Linked DNA regions of Sus scrofa: region 1 is linked to region 2. A link is a contact called in public promoter capture Hi-C data. All regions are on one chromosome and are shown on one strand. The core of a region is the stretch at or near the end of the contact, and the rest is flanking DNA. Distances in the headings are between cores, read along the strand shown. Region 1 holds the start of MAFG (transcription factor MafG). Region 2 holds the start of CSNK1D (casein kinase I).

Region 1 (2,910 bases), core at 213-2,712, 300 kb before region 2:
TAGGAAGGTGGCTCAGGCCACACGACCCTCAGGCTGGAGTTCCCTCCCCAGGAGTCCCCACCACCACCCCATCAGGACCACCTTCTTTGTTAAGCTGCACAACCCTGAGCCCAACCAGAACAATCCGGGGTGACTGAGATTCTTCAGCCCATGCCGTCCACCCCAGTCCAGTGCCCTGAAGGTGGGTGCCCTCCAAGCTACCGCCACCCACAGCCTCGAGCCAGACCCCACGGCGGGCTGTGAAGAGAGGCAGGGCCTGCTCACCAGACACCAACTCCCCTGAAGTCTAAGTCCTGCTGCTTCCTCTCATTGGCAATTTCCTGGTAGAGCTGCACCTACATGCCCCCTGCCCTGTCCACTGTTACCCAGAAACCGGGTACAGGCACCCCTCTTTCTCCCACTGTCTCCCCATCTTCCCCGCCCAGAGGCTGCCCAGCCTGGCCAACCAGACCAGTCATAAGGAAAGCCGGCTTCCCAGCCCGCAAGCACAGCCCCCCTAAGCTCCTCCCTCTTCTCACTCAGAGAACTATTTCCCAGTTTGGGGAACTGTCCCAGACGCGGGTCAGGGACCAGCAGCCTGAGAAAAGCCTGCCGGGGAGGGGATGGACGGACCAGGGTCTTCACCCTCTACCCCAGAATAATAAGAATAGCGGTCCCTCCATTTACTCACCCCCCAAACCTTCAACACGCACATCAGCCCGAACTTAAGCAGGCACCCCAGCCTGGGGCCTAGCCCCTTCCCACTCCCTGGTTTAGCTCTCACCTCTCGCTTCCAGCCTCTCGAGCCCCTCGCTCAAATCCCCCCAGGCATCAGGACAAGCATCGAGTGACCTCATGCTGATGACTCAGCAAGTCTCCCTCTGGGCTCTGGCACGAGTGTGACAGAGCGAAGTCGGCGCGGGGAGGGTCTTCCTAGCCACCCCCCACGTGCCGCCCCCTTCCCCCCGGCCTCCAAGGACCCCCGCGTCCGAGAGGCGTTAACACAGACACCTGATGAATCAGCAGCTCAGGCTGGGACGGCCAGGCTCTTCCGCGGAGCCCTGGGCTCCCCGATCGACCCCACCCTTTCCTCCCGCCACCCCGGCCGCCCCTCCCTCCAGGACGCCCCGGCCCAGCAAGCCAGCCCGCGCAAGCCCCGCCCCGCCCCTGTGGGCACCCCCGCGCCCACCCGAGCACCCCAGGCGCAAGGGCAGGAAGCCGCTTCTGACTAGTGGGGAAATCGAGGCACGGGCCGCCAGCAGGGCGCGGGGCAGAGCCGAAGCTCGGAGCGTCCGGCCCGCGCCGCCCCGGACGCCCGAAGGAGCCGAGGCCCCGCGGAAGCCCGCCCTCGGCCCGGAGCCCCCAGCTGCCCCGCGCCCTGCCCCGGCCCGGCCGCCGCCGCACTCACCCACCACACTGCGGGCCCGGCGGGCCGAGGCTGGGGCGGGGCGGGGCGGGCACTCCGAGGCCGCGCGGGAGTGGGCCGCGCGGGGGCTCCGGGCCCGGGGTAGGGGCTCGCCGCCTGCGCGGGCCGGTCCGAGCGCGCTTGGAAGGCCGGGCCGGACCAGGCTCGGGGCTCGGGATCCGCCGCCGCCGCCGCCGCCGCCGGCCGCCGCCGCCGCCGCCGCCGCCCGCCGCCGCTCCTCAGACGTCACATGATGTTTGGTCACGTGGGCTCCATTCATGAAGCGGCGACGCGACCGGCTGGGGCTTAAAGGGGAAGGCGCGGCGGCGGCGACGGCGGCGGCGGGCGGCAGAGCGCGCCGGCACTGCGCCTGCGCGCCGGGCGCCGTCGCCCTGGCAACGCGCGCCGCGCCCGATGGGTGAGGTCTCGCGGGACTGGCCCGGGCGCGCGCTCCCTGTCCGGCCACGCCCCCTTTGAGGCGGGGCCTCGTGGTCCTCTGAAGCTCTCCTGAGGCTTGTGCGCAGACGTTGCAAAGGCCACGTGTCCGGTTTTCTGTTGCGGATCCGAGGTCCGTACGCATTATGGAGAAGGTCCTCATGGTGTTTCTGTTACTCCCCGGCAGGCTCTGCATGCCTTGCCTCCGTAATTGCGGAGCGGGCCTCAGCCTTGCCAGGAACAGCTGTCTGGTTCACAGGAGACCCACAGGCTCAGGGAGGCGAAGGGTTTGTCCGAAGCTCAAGGCCGCCTCCAAGGCTTCTGAGTAGTGTGGTCTGTCTTCACCCAGCATCCCGAGACCTCACATGAGGGACCGGGCTCAGGCGGCTCCTAGAACCCGTCTGGCTCAGAGTGGGTGCGGTGAATGTGGGCATCAGTAAGCATCTGTTGAATTCATAGTTGATGTAGGGGGTGCGCCTTTCCTTTCTGTTTCACCAGCGTCTGCCCCGAGCTTAGGTCCCCGTCCATGGACCCATGGACCCTTACAGAAAGTTTCTACACTTTCTGTAAGGACTTCTCACTTCTGTTCAAAATCCCCAGAGAAAGAGGTCTGGAAAGGAAGAAGGGAAACTGAAGGGACCCAATTCTACTTCCAGATTCTGGACGTCTCTTCTCAGGTGTGAGGTCAGGAAGGGTCGCGCCCCCCCCCACCAGACAGGTCAGTGAGATCAGATGAGCTGAAAGAGGGAGGAGCCAGGGACGAGGGCAGGATCCTTATGGGAATTCAGTGCCACTGAAGGAACGACAAAGGCCACCCAGGTGGCCCCTAGAGCCTTGGAGCATCAAGGTGTCAGAAACCCTCCCTGCCAGACTCCAGTAGCTTCCCTCTGAATCCCAAAGCACTCTGTCACCTTTTGCTTGGCAGGGCTGCATGTAGTGGTCTTATCATCTGGGCTCTTGAGGACAGGGTGTGTCCTCCAGCACGGAGCCAGTCTCAGAGTATAGGGCCTGACTTGTCAGGCCCTCAATTCGAGGTACTAAACCACAAAGACTTGCCCCTGAGGGCAAGAAAGAGTTCCTTTTGGCTCGGT
Region 2 (2,956 bases), core at 216-2,715:
AGGGACAGGTACCCTGTGGGGTAAGGGTACCAAAAGCAGTTCCCAACTCCCTCAGTGGGGGCTCCTCTTACACACCAGCCCACCGAGGTCGCGCACCCGCTCCAGGTAACGAGAGCCCAGGATGGGGCGGGGAGCTCGCACACTTGGGACCATCTGAAAGGCATAACCAGGAGCATCAGGGACCCTCGGCGACAAGCGCAGCAGCCGAACGGAAGCCCCGGGGCGGGCTGCGCCACGGGCGCATGTTTACCCCGAACTTGCGCAACGACAGTCCCGCCGCACAGCAGGCGTGCCGGGCTGGGCAGCCCCGACGCGGGGGTGGCAGCGAGTGGCCCACAGTTCCTCCGAGGAATGCCGCTGAGTTCTGTTTAAACTTCCAACTTTAAGATCCAAGCCCACCCTCTAGCACACGGGTGTATCCGAGCCTTCTTGCGCTGGAGACCTCAAACAATCCGGGACATTCTAACCCCAGGTTTTCCCGTCTACCCCGAGAACTTTCGCAGCAAAGGACAAGCTCCGGGTAGCGCTGCGCCACTCGACCTGCCTCTACTTCAGCCCACGCCTAAACGCTGACTTCGTCCTGGGTCGCCTGAGCGTCGTTCTGGTTGACGGCCAGGGACAGAGGCTGCAACTTGGAGGCGCAACACGTACCCCACCACCGCCCGACGGGCCCCCCGCGCGGCCCCGCGCTGCACCTGCGCTCCGCGGCCGGAGGGGCTGGGCACCGCCAGGGGCAGCGCGCAAGCCTCACCTCGTCTCGTGCCCGGCCGCAGGGCGCAGGACGCGGGCCCGCACGCCCGCCGACCGCTTTGTCGCCTGCGGGGTCGCCGGCCGTCCCGGAGGCCGCGGGCAGGCTGGGGCGGCTGCCCCGGGGCGCGGGTCGGGGGGGCCGCAGGCTCCCGCCCGGGGAGCTGAGCGGCGCGAGCCGTGAGGGCCCCGGGGCGAGTCAGGGGTCCGGCCGCCGGGGGCGGGGTCGCCGGGGCGGCGGCCGGAGCGGAGCCCGGCGGCCGGGCGCCGGTTTGGGGGCCGCGCCCGGGGGAGGGGCGCCTCACCGAGATAGATGTCTCCGAAGGACCCGCTGCCGATCTTCCGGCCCAGCCGGTACCTGTTCCCCACTCTGAGCTCCATGGCGGCGGCGGCCCGGCTCGCTCCTGCCCTCCCGGCCGCTTCCTGGGTCTGAGCTCGGGGAGGCGGCGCCGCTGCTGCCGCTACTGCGGGTCCGGCTGCCGGCTCCGCCCCCCTCACGGCCCCGCTTTCACCATCGCTTTCCGGCCGCCCTGCCGCTCCCAGCGCCTCAATACGGGGCGGATGGGACAGTCCGGGCGCCGCCGCCCCTGCTCCGGCCTCCGCCAACCCCGTTCGCCCTCTCCCCGCCGCGGATGGACTCGGATCTCCCGGGCCTAAATCCCCCTTCAGGGGCCTGAAGGAGCCGCCGCCATCGCGCTGTGACGTCACTTCCCCTAGCAACCCGGCGGGGCGGGGCCGCGGCTCCAAGCGACGGCCGGGGCGGGGCGATCGCGACCGCGGGGCGGGGCCTGGGGGCGGGCCTGCGCAGCTCTAGGGGTAGGGACCGCGTTCTCCCGATCCACTGACGCACCCGGCCAGGCACCTCCCCCCGCTCCTTGCCCCCTGCCTCTGGCAGCAGCCCAGGGCCCAGAGCCCCTCGCCTGGACCCCTTCCGCCGGCAGGATCTATGGGCTCGTGCAGGATTCCCTGCAGCTGTCTGGGAAGCCAGCGTTTCCTTGCTGCAGGCCTGGGACAGGCTCCCAGGCAGTGCCCTATAGGGGGGGGTAGGCACCTCCCTGCACCGGCACCTGCAGGGAGTAATATGCTCCCTCCACTAGGTGCTAGGTACGCTTTTTTGTTGGGTGCCAACAGCCTCAGTAGTGTCCCAGCTCACACGGACTCAAAGCTGACACCCAGCCTGTGCCTGACACACAGTGGAAAATATATAGACATATATAGAGAGAGATTTCATGGCCACACCAGCGGCATATGGAAGTTTCCCAGCAAGGGATTGAATCTAAATGGTAGCTGTGACCTACACGGCCATACCAGATCCTTTACGCCGCTGCAGCAGGCTGGGCATCCAACCAGCCACCTCCACAGCCACCGGAGCCACTGCGGTGGGCTGCTTAACCCACACCGCCATTGCGAGAACTCCACAATGCGCCCATTCAGAGTGTGCGAGTCAATGGTTTTAGCACGTAGCAACCATCGTCACAGTCAACTTCACTTTTCCATCACCCCAAAGAGAAGCCTCCACCCCACAGTCATGCCCCAGGCCCACGCATGAACAAAGTGCTGTGCTCTGAGGTCGCAGGGCCTGGCTGCAGACCTTCGCATTTTCTCGTGTCCTGAAAGCACGCTCCTCCCTTCTCCCGTTCAGGCCCTTCGGGGAGGGAGCTTGGTGTGTGTGCATGTGTCTGTTGGGCCTGGTGGGGGCTGGGAGCTGCTGGGGTCCCCCCGCTGCTGCTGCTGTCACAGTGGCCTCGCACCTCCCGGCCACTGCTTCCATTCTCTTTCCTCCTCTGGCTTCTGGTAGTTTCTGCCACTGAGCTCCCGTGACCTCCCTCTGTGCCTCTTCAGCTAACTGGCTGGTCCTGGTCGGCCAGTTCTTTGTCTGCAGGGAGTCACAGGTCACTGGCAAGAGCCAAATGATGGGGCAGGGGTGGGGTCATTTGCATAAATTGTGACCACCGGATTCATAAATTTTTTAAAGTTATACTCCATTTGTAGTTATTATAAAATATTGGCTACGTTCTCTGTCTTGTACAGTATATCCTTACAGCTTATTTTGTAGATACCTGTTTATACCTCTTAATGGCGCCTATCTATCTTTCTTGCTTTCCGTGGCAGAGCTTCAGACAGCTGCAACGGTGCTGTGCTGCGTGCCCGCGTCTTGCTATTTCTGTGTCTTGACTCTGTAACCTAGACAGTGGAGAAGCCCGCAGGC

The links. Promoter capture Hi-C pulls out the DNA fragments that hold promoters and counts their contacts.
Region 1: a contact with region 2 is called in a promoter capture Hi-C map of liver, with 4 times the contacts expected there. The contact joins the promoter of MAFG here to the promoter of CSNK1D in region 2. A contact is called at or near these places in 1 of 5 promoter capture datasets (liver) and 1 of 2 datasets of contacts at active chromatin or transcription factors (alveolar macrophages).

Annotation. Positions count from the first base shown.
Region 1 is chr12:1,067,626-1,070,535 of Sscrofa11.1, reverse strand. MAFG (transcription factor MafG) reads right to left here and starts at 1,462. Exons shown (of 3, transcript XM_021066420.1): 1 at 1,388-1,462.
Region 2 is chr12:767,365-770,320 of Sscrofa11.1, reverse strand. CSNK1D (casein kinase I) reads right to left here and starts at 1,465. Exons shown (of 10, transcript XM_021066360.1): 1 at 1,053-1,465. The coding sequence starts at 1,128.